Regions from separate parts of the Mus musculus genome. Here regions 2 and 3 are each linked to region 1. The links are chromatin contacts, called in public HiChIP or PLAC-seq maps. All regions are on one chromosome and are shown on one strand. The core of a region is the stretch at or near the end of the contact, and the rest is flanking DNA. Distances in the headings are between cores, read along the strand shown.

What was found. HiChIP or PLAC-seq counts read pairs in DNA pulled down with a chosen protein or histone mark.
Region 2: a contact with region 1 is called in an H3K4me3 HiChIP or PLAC-seq map of bone marrow-derived macrophages, with 6 times the contacts expected there. The contact joins two enhancer-like sites. A contact is called at or near these places in 2 of 39 promoter capture datasets (embryonic stem cells and pre-B cells) and 1 of 115 datasets of contacts at active chromatin or transcription factors (bone marrow-derived macrophages).
Region 3: a contact with region 1 is called in an H3K27ac HiChIP or PLAC-seq map of large pre-B cells, with 2.9 times the contacts expected there. The contact joins two enhancer-like sites. A contact is called at or near these places in 1 of 484 Hi-C or Micro-C datasets (cerebellum) and 1 of 115 datasets of contacts at active chromatin or transcription factors (large pre-B cells).

Annotation. Positions count from the first base shown.
Region 1 is chr7:83,801,376-83,804,282 of GRCm38.p6, forward strand. No RefSeq gene overlaps it. Among named protein-coding and RNA genes, the nearest start is that of Cfap161, 8.0 kb to the left of the region's middle. Within about 2 kb of position 1,361, at least 40 of the 459 cell types and tissues checked have an H3K27ac peak or open chromatin away from gene starts, as enhancers often do. A contact at or near this core is called in bone marrow-derived macrophages, where this site is marked.
Region 2 is chr7:84,249,050-84,251,956 of GRCm38.p6, forward strand. It overlaps Arnt2 (aryl hydrocarbon receptor nuclear translocator 2), which reads right to left. Exons shown (of 19, transcript NM_007488.3): 18 at 2,317-2,453; 19 at 1-1,105. The coding sequence ends at 1,007. All of the region lies in intron 2 of Gm26708 (predicted gene, 26708), which reads left to right. The region is part of intron 2 of LOC117997403 (a long non-coding RNA gene); the gene reads left to right. Among named protein-coding and RNA genes, the nearest start is that of Gm26708, 18 kb to the left of the region's middle. Within about 2 kb of position 1,467, at least 13 of the 459 cell types and tissues checked have an H3K27ac peak or open chromatin away from gene starts, as enhancers often do. A contact at or near this core is called in bone marrow-derived macrophages, where this site is marked.
Region 3 is chr7:83,360,468-83,363,374 of GRCm38.p6, forward strand. All of the region lies in intron 1 of Gm29976 (a long non-coding RNA gene), which reads right to left. Among named protein-coding and RNA genes, the nearest start is that of Gm29976, 21 kb to the right of the region's middle. Within about 2 kb of position 1,409, at least 16 of the 459 cell types and tissues checked have an H3K27ac peak or open chromatin away from gene starts, as enhancers often do.

The sequences.
Region 1 (2,907 bases), core at 111-2,610:
CTGGGATCAGAGAGGCCCCAGAGCTACAGAGGAACAGTGTCTTCTAAATCATTGAAAATGTATTTCAAACTTCTTTTTCCCCCTATTCAAGCAGAGGCGAGGCAAACCTGAATTGCATACAAGAAATAGATATATTATAATTAGGCGGTGGTGTTATGGTTTGCCTCAAATGAGTTGAGATAGAAACTTCAATCTTATCACAGTGAAGAGTCATCAGGGCCTGCAGCACAGTATAGATACATGGGCCAATCTGAGCCTCTGGAGCCATGCTGTAGAACTGGGCAACGGAAAGCCACATGCTTCTCCCGATGAGCAACGGAGGCTAGGGTGACTCGCATGCAGCTCAGAGTTTGCTCCCTCAGCGAACCCCAGTTTCACAGAAATGCCTCTGTCTCCCACCAACCCACTCATCCCACCTCCCTGGTCAAGAAACCTAGTCTTTATTGCTTCACAAAAATATAAGTATTTCATACATAGATGGTCACATTCACTATGTAGTAAAGATAAGCTGTTGATTCCATTCTCTCTCCTCCTCCTCCACCACCACCATCATCACCATCACTATTATTTAGATACAGAATTTCTAAGTGTTGGGCATACAGGGCCTTCGTTCGTGTGTTTACAGAGCTGTGAGGTGCTTACAGAGCTCTAGGGTAGTAGCTGAACAAGGGTATCAGAGACTCAGTTCCCCAGACAGCGTGCTTTTCCTCTTCCCTTAGTCTAGTAGGAAAAGCTAGGGTTTGCTTTACTTCACTGACAAATACAGAGAAGTTCTGGGAAGTGCCCAAGGCATCCTAAGAGCCAGAACTGAAACTCAAGAGTGAAGGGGGGGGGGGGAGAGAAAACAGGAAAATGTGGCTTTCTATTTTCATAGCAATCACAGACCTCAGGCACATTAGTGTGTAGTTTTCAGTCTGGTATTGTTACTACTCTAGTTTTGTGTCTTAAATCCCTGACTCTGAGTCAGGTGTCCTTGACTCAAGGGGCAGAACTTACCTGCACTGTGACGTTGAGTAAAGTCACAAACTCTGGTTCTGTTGCCTCATGTGTAAAGTAAGATATGTGAAAACCTGTGTCTTGTGGTTGTTGGGATCTGTGTGTCAGGAGGTGTGTGAAACACCTTGGCACAGCAGCTGCTTCTGCTTGTTGTTATGAAGACACTGCGTCTGGGCAAGCACAGGTGCCAGGGTTCTCCTCACAGCTACCTGGCACCTCACGCCGCAGATGCTTGCAGCTTCTAGATGTCTGTGTTGGACGCTCCTTGGTGTAGTCTCAACCAAAAGTCAGCTAAGCGGAACCAGGTCTTTCCTGAGTCTTCAGAAATAGATTTGATTTCATAATTGGACAATTCTGCCCTCTTGTGACAAATCATAGATATAGCGTGTTATCCCTAAACAAAACTCCAGGGCAGGACTGAGGAAAGCTTCAGGACTGCTTGCCGGGTCCCACTTGGAGAGGGCTCATAAGGCCCCACTTCTCCTTAAGGCTCTATAGGCATTTGGTAGTTGTTAGGGAAATGGGATTCAATAGGCCTATCCTCTCCCAAAAGATCTATAAGAAGAAGTGGTTGCTGGGAGAATGGAGAGGCACCCATGCTCCTGTATATAAACCCATATGCATGTCCCTGTGAGGAATCCCAGTGGAAATCATTGGGTCACTCCATCCCCAGAAGAGGACATGAGAGTATAAAGGGGACTAGTTGAGAAGGGGAAGGGGATCGGTGAGATGGGGGAAAGAGGACAAGGGAAGATAACAGAAGAGGAATATGATCACATACTATACATGCATGAATGGAAATGTCATCGTGAAACCATTATGTTTAATGCATAATTAATTTATGCTTATTTTTAAAGAAAAGGAGACTCCAGTTTACAAGTGTGTCTCTATTTCCAAATGGTGTGTCTGAAACTAATGGTCCCTCGCCCTGAAGAACACTGAGATGGAAGCCAGCTGCATATCAGAGATGTTGATAGGTTATTTGCCTAGCATACATGGATCCCTGAGTATAATCCCCAGCACCACAGAAAACTGGGTTGGTAGTTCATGCTTGTAATCCCAGAACAAGAAGGATAGAGGCAAGGAGATGCAGAAGCCAAAGTCTTCGTTGCCTATTCAGTGAGTTATTTAGTGTAGTCAATACCTAGTCTCAAAACACACACGCGCGCGCGCACACACACACTCGCGCACATGCACATGTACACGCACACACATTTATAAAATGACTGTTTAATTGTCTCAGGTTCCTCTCCTGTAAATAATATTTCATTGCATGCTCTAAGAGAAGCCAAGTCTGAGAGGTCACTATCAACCTCACTGTTTCTTCTCTTAGAATTTATCTCTTCAATACCCTTCCTCCTGTAACTTATTCTCAGGCATCAAAACCATCTTCAAAGTCCAGTACCCTCCACATCTCTAGACTGGATTCAGCTAGTTGGCCTCATTGCCTGGTGCTTTGTATTTTTTCTGGGGGAAAAAAAAAATCCCCGTTCAGGGCAATGTTTTCTCCGCAGGGATCAGGGCCCTTGTGTGAGCCCCAGTTGCACCTTCTGTCCCATTGACACTATTTGTAGAACTGTGGCTAGTTCACAGCGGGTGATTCAAAGCACATGTTACACCTAGAAATTACTCAGCTTCCTTCTTTGAAGCTTTCTTGGGTCCAACTGCAGTACAGTACGTGCTGTTTTTCCACAACTCCAGTCACTGTTGTTCACTGAAGGTGCATAGCTACCCACCCACCAAACATTGGGGCTGGCTTCAACATGGGCTTGATCTTTTGCCTGTTCTGGCTACCTGAGCCTCAGTAAGCCTTTAAGTACCTGTTCTGAGTCCTGAATGCTGGTGTCAAATGGATCTCAATTTCCCCAGTACCATTGCTTGAGTGACAGGATTCTCTATTACCCTCATATA
Region 2 (2,907 bases), core at 217-2,716, 450 kb after region 1:
AGAGGTTCAGGTGGCCCAAGGCACCCTTTTCCACCCAGAGTGTGGCCCCATCTTCTTTCCAAGTTACTGAGCAGAAGGTGTCAGGGACACTTAGAGTCGAGGTATCCTAACCCTGTACAGAGGAGGACTGGGTCTGACTTTCTGAAGGCGCTGGGCAGAAAACAGCTCTGCTCAGATGCAGAGCAGGGAGGATGCAGTGACCTTTATGGAATCAGGACACTGTCCCTCAGGCTTAGTAAGAGAAGCGTGAGTGCTCGCATAGGACAGAAGGACTAGAGACTTTAAGAAGTAAAGTATGTCTGTAAAAGGGCAGGGGACCAAAGAACTGACTACAGAGTGGGCAGCTCCCCAGCCCTGGCTTCCAGGGAGTCAGCCCAGCTCCCAGGCCCCAGTCACGCTTTCCTTTGAAATGCAGCTGAATGGGGACGGCTTCTCACTCTCACTGGCCACACACACCAACACGCCACAGTACATCTACCAAGCCACAACGTTGATTCTCAGGTTTAAAGCACACCTGGCCCCAGGCCGTCAAGGACAGCTAGTGTGGGAGACTCCCATCCTGTGCTCCTGGCTCCAGCACAGAATGCAGAGGTCACTGCCTTTCACTCTGACACCAAGCCTCCGAGGCAGCAGCCGTGAAAAAGCAGAAAGAAACCCAGCTTCTGCACCAGGCAGACCTGCTGGTACTGCCAGCCATTGTGGATCAAGCAAACACTTGATGGGTGCAAATTGTCCATTAATAGATTATTCACAATGGGATTTAAGACCCTGGCGGCCCCCTTCCGAGCACACAGATAAAGTACAATAAATACAAAGATCCCAAACCCAAGAAGCCAGGGCTGTGGGTTAGAGCCAGGTGATGCCATGTCCAGGGAGGATGGGGAATAAGGGAGATTTCTGGGGGTTCTACAGCAGGGCAAGCTGGGTGAGGGGGACCCTCTTTGAACATGGGCATCTATGGCATGATAATAGCGTCTGGGCAGTAGAAGCCTGGCTTTGCCTGAAGCTACTCAGAAAATGGAGGGAACATGCCCAGGTCAGCAAAGTCCTCGATGTTATAGTTGCCAGTCCCCTGCGTCGGGTCGCCCGGCATGGGTAGCATGTCCTGGAGAGGAGAAGAACAGAAAGTCCCAGGGGTCAGTGACCTCACCCAGAGCCTGCCCTTGTCCCGGAGTCCAGCCTGCCACTGACTGATCCCCTTGACCATCTCTCTAGTGAGCAGGTGTTCCTTTGCACAGCCTTGTATACAGGGCTGCTCTTCAGAGGGCTTCAATACCCGACCCTGCTGGGAATTGCTCTTCTGGGGAGTGTTATGCTGAAGGTAGACAGCGCTAGAATACAAACCTTTTTCTGAAGCTAAACCGGGCCCAAGGGTGGAAAGAGCCCCACCCCCTCCCCTGGCTGGGCAAGCAGAAGCTACAACAGAAATTATGACTGGACAGCCATATGACCGCCGACCAAGCAGGAGTCTGAGCATTTGTGGTTTGGGCACAGTGGCCTGTCGGGGTGATGCCATCCCAGAGTGGAAGGTCAGTTATTTTGTCTGCTCTCTGGGAGTCCCCCAGTGGAGTCTGGGCTGCTGCTAAAAGACTGGGTGGGCAGGCCCACCTCTAGCTGAGGGGATTTAATAGGCTCATACCTGCACTTACAATGTTCCAGGAAAACCTGGGAGGCTGAGTCCTATATGATAGGTAAGGTCATGTCCTTGTCACCAGCATACTAAGATTGGTCAGTGTTAGGATTTGAGAACAGCAAGGCAAGTCTTTAGTAGTGGAGGTCTGGAAGTAGCCTTAGACCCTTAGCCTAGAGAGTTGAGCACTGGCCCAGCTGCCGTGGGCTAAGGGTCTGGGGATGGGAGTCCCTCTTCCTGGTTGCCATAGTGGAGAGATGACAGGCTGAGGCAATCAAGCCCCTAGGTACCTGCAGCTCTGGGAGGCTGTGTATATTGCCCATGGTGAGCCCTGAGGGTCTTTAGCTCTTAGATGGGCATGGGCCCTGCTCCAGGGTAAGCCCCCCTTCTGTATTTCGCTCCATACATCTGTACTGGATAACTTTGGGTGTATGATCCAGGATGCAGCCTCTGCTGTGAGAGTACAGCTGAAAGGCTGACGGCCCCTGTGCCTTTCCTGTGTATCTGAAGGCTTTGGCTAGGCAGGGCAAGACCTTCCTTCTACTTGTGGGCTCCCCATACTGCAGGCTGGTGGGATCTCTTGCTGGCTACCGGGCAGGGCAGGCAGAGGTGCAGAAAGAGGCATAAGGAAGCAGAGAAGGCGCAGGTACCTACACCTACGAGAAGGCGCTGCTCGCTGGATTTACCTGGAACACTTCAGTCTGGCCAGGCTGCTGATGCGAGTGCTGCTCACCGCTCTGCTGTCCGTGATGCTGGCTCTGCCACTGGGACCAGACCTCCGAGGGCCGGCCCTGGAACTGCCCGCCACTCTGTCCACTCTCAGCTGAAATACCCAACGGACAGGATACTTAAAAAAAATTCATCATGTGGTTCTGGGAACCTAAGACTGGGGGACCTGGCTGTCACATTCTGCCATTTCTCCCATCTTAGTGCCTCTCAAGGGCTCTACACTCCTGAATGGCACGTCCCTATCAAACAGGCCTCCTCCTTCCTGACAGAATAAGCTGAGGGGCAAATACTGGAGGAAGCCCTGTGAAGTGTGAGTGACCAGAAAGAATAGTTTTGTTTTTTAGAATGAGCCTGTCAGGTGACTCATGCTCCATCCTCATAGCGCCCTATGTTCCCGTGGCTGCTCATGGTGGCCTCAAAACAGAAACTAGGAGTGAGAAATTTGCCTAAATTATTTTAGGGACTTAGCTAAAGAGGATATTGAGTGTGTCCACAAGCACATGCATGTGTGTGTGTGTCAAGTGTAGAAGACAAGCTCAGCTGTTGCT
Region 3 (2,907 bases), core at 159-2,658, 440 kb before region 1:
AGTATTTGCCCTAAAGGGATGAAAATTCATATCCATATGAGAATTTTCACATGGACATTTATGGCAACACTGCTCATTGTTTCCCAGACTGGGAACCAATCCAGGTGCTCTCCAAGAGGAGGATTGGTGCATATACTGTGGTGCATCCAGACAATGGAACATCACTATATACTAGGAAGAAATGAGCCATTGAGTCGTGAGAAGATATGGAGGAGACTTAAAGCGTCTTAGTAGGTGGTTGAAGTGAGCTGAAAAGGCGTTGTGCTGTATGTCTCCGATCATTTCATATTCTGGAAAAGGAAAAAGTATGGATAAATAGAAGAGATCAGAGTTTAAGAAGGAGCAGAGATGAGCAAGTGGGACTCACGGAGAATATCAGAGCAGTGAAGCTATCATGTGTGATACAACAATGTTGGGAACATGCCATTACACATTTATGAAAACACATAGACTGTGATTATGATGTGTCAATGCAGGCTCATCCAGTGTAACAAAAGTGCCACTGCTTCATCAAATGAGCTAGCAGACCATGCAGCAAGTGGATACATACAGGAGTTATATGGAAACTTCCTGAACTTTCTGATCAATTTGGGCATGAAATTAAAATCTGCACAAGTAAAGAATGTCTACTGAACAACAGTTATGGCAATGCCCCCCAAATGATCAGAGATGATTAAAATTAGTAGCTCCATAGAAGATCTCAGACCAAACACCCATTAATTTGGGGTTAAAATTTCTTCTCCATCCTTTCTCTCTGCCTCAGAACTTGGGTCATTCTTGAGAAGAAAAGGACTTTTCAAAGGACTGTGCAGTTACCTGGGAGACTCAATCTCTAACCAGAGGTGACCTGGCATGAACAGTGTCAGCTTTTCTCGATTCAGCAGTGCTGGGGGCCCAAGAAGAGTTCGGTTTCTAGATAAATAGTATGCATCTGGGTCCATTTCCTCTGCATGCCCAGAGCTGCTTAAACAGGCTTCTGTAAGGTGCATGCACAAGTTGATCTTTAAAAGAAAAAGAATCCTGGAAAGATTGTATCAGGCTTATCTCCCTCTCAGCAACTAGCACTTATGAAGCTGCACATGACAAGTGGCCCCACTTGATACCTTGATACCAAGTGGACACACTAATACCTACCTCTCACAGGCAGATGGCATTGTTCCCAACTCTAAAGGGTAAGTTCACCACTTTCCTGTTGAATGGCCACACAATGCATAAGGAGCCTCATAAGAAAGGCTACCCAAATTCAAATGCCACCAAGACTTGACATCAAGAGACACAGATGTCCCCTGATGTGTGAGCTCAGAGCTAGAGAATTCCAGGGCAGGGACAGGACATTGTCAAACTCACTCCTCTGAGAGATCACAGAGCAGATGGAAAGCAGTGAATTGAAACCTACTTCCTTCTTCCTGTCCCTAGAAACTGGAAGGTACTGTGTCAGGCCCCAGTCTTCCTGCCTCTGTTTGTGCTCAAGCCAGATGCATGCAAGGCAGCTTCAGGAGGCTGCTCTTTGTTTGGACCACAGAAAGATTTTTAGATTAGATTTGAGTAAGCCAGAGCAGGCAGGTGGCTGGTGTCTTTGAGATGCAGAAATTGCTCTTGTTGCTCCTCTGTGGCTTCACCATTCAGATACTGACAAAGGGAAAGAGGAGGGGAACTCAGGAAAACTTAGAGTATCACTGGGCAAATTGAACAGGCTTGGCAAAGTGGTCACAAGGGATTAAAAGCCCTCACTTTCTCTGGGGTGCCTCTTCAATCTTCTCACCTGACAAAAACCTGGTCACTCAGATTATACCTCTAAGAGCAGGGCCAGAGGTGACAAAGGCAAGGGCTGATTAGAGATAGTAGGAAATACAAGACCAGGCTTGCACACTGCTGAAGCAAACACCTTTTTGCAACATCAGTATATGTCTGCTAGGTACAGATGTTACTAATGGACACAGTGTCATCTTATATTGTGACTGGAGATGACTGGATCATGGTTGGAACTGGAGAGAGTGACAGACTGAGCAAAGTAATATGGGATGATGGATACTACTGATTGCTCACTTGACAGAATCTAGACTCCCCCAGGAAACAGAGCTCCAGGCATGCTCATGAGAGGTCATCCAGAAGCTTAGCCAGGGTGAGAAGACTCACCTTAACTGTGGACAGTGCCATCCCATAGGCTGGGCACCTGCACTGGATACGAGCCAGCTCTGCGCTTCCTGTGGACACTATGTGACCAGCTGTCTCAAGCTCCTGCTGCTATGCCTTTCCCCCAAGATTCCTTTGAACTATGAGCCCAAATAAATCTTTCCTTCCCTAAGATGTTTTGATCAAGTGTTTTGTCTCAGTAAGAAGATAAGTAATGGATACATATGGCATCTTGTCAAATGCAATGAGGAAAGCGCAAACCCTCTAGGTGAGAGCACAGTGCAATTAAGACAGGGGTAATAGGGAGCTGGAGAGATGGCTCAGCGGTTAAGAGCACTGACTGCTCTTCCAGAGGTCCTGAGTTCAATTCCCAGCAACTACATGGTGGCTCACAACAATCTATAATGGGATCTGATGCCCTCTCCTGGTGTGTCTGAAGATAGCAACAGTGTACTCATACACATAAAATAAATAAATCTTAAGAAGAAAGAAGGAAAGAAAGGAAAGAAAGAAGGAAAGAAAGGAAAGAAAGGAAAGAAAGGAAGGAAAGAAAGAAAGGAAGGAAGAAAGAGAGAGAGAGAGTAGTAGTGATAGATGCTGAGCACAAACAGTTCTCTGCTCTTTCCCTTCCCTAGGCTTGGAGATCATCTCAGAAGTTGTCATGGATGGGTCCTAAGAGTTAGGGTCGTCAGACATCTTCAGCAAACAAGTGTTTGTCAGGCATGATAGCACCACTGCATGTAGGAACTCACAGCAGCTGGGACTGCTTAACCA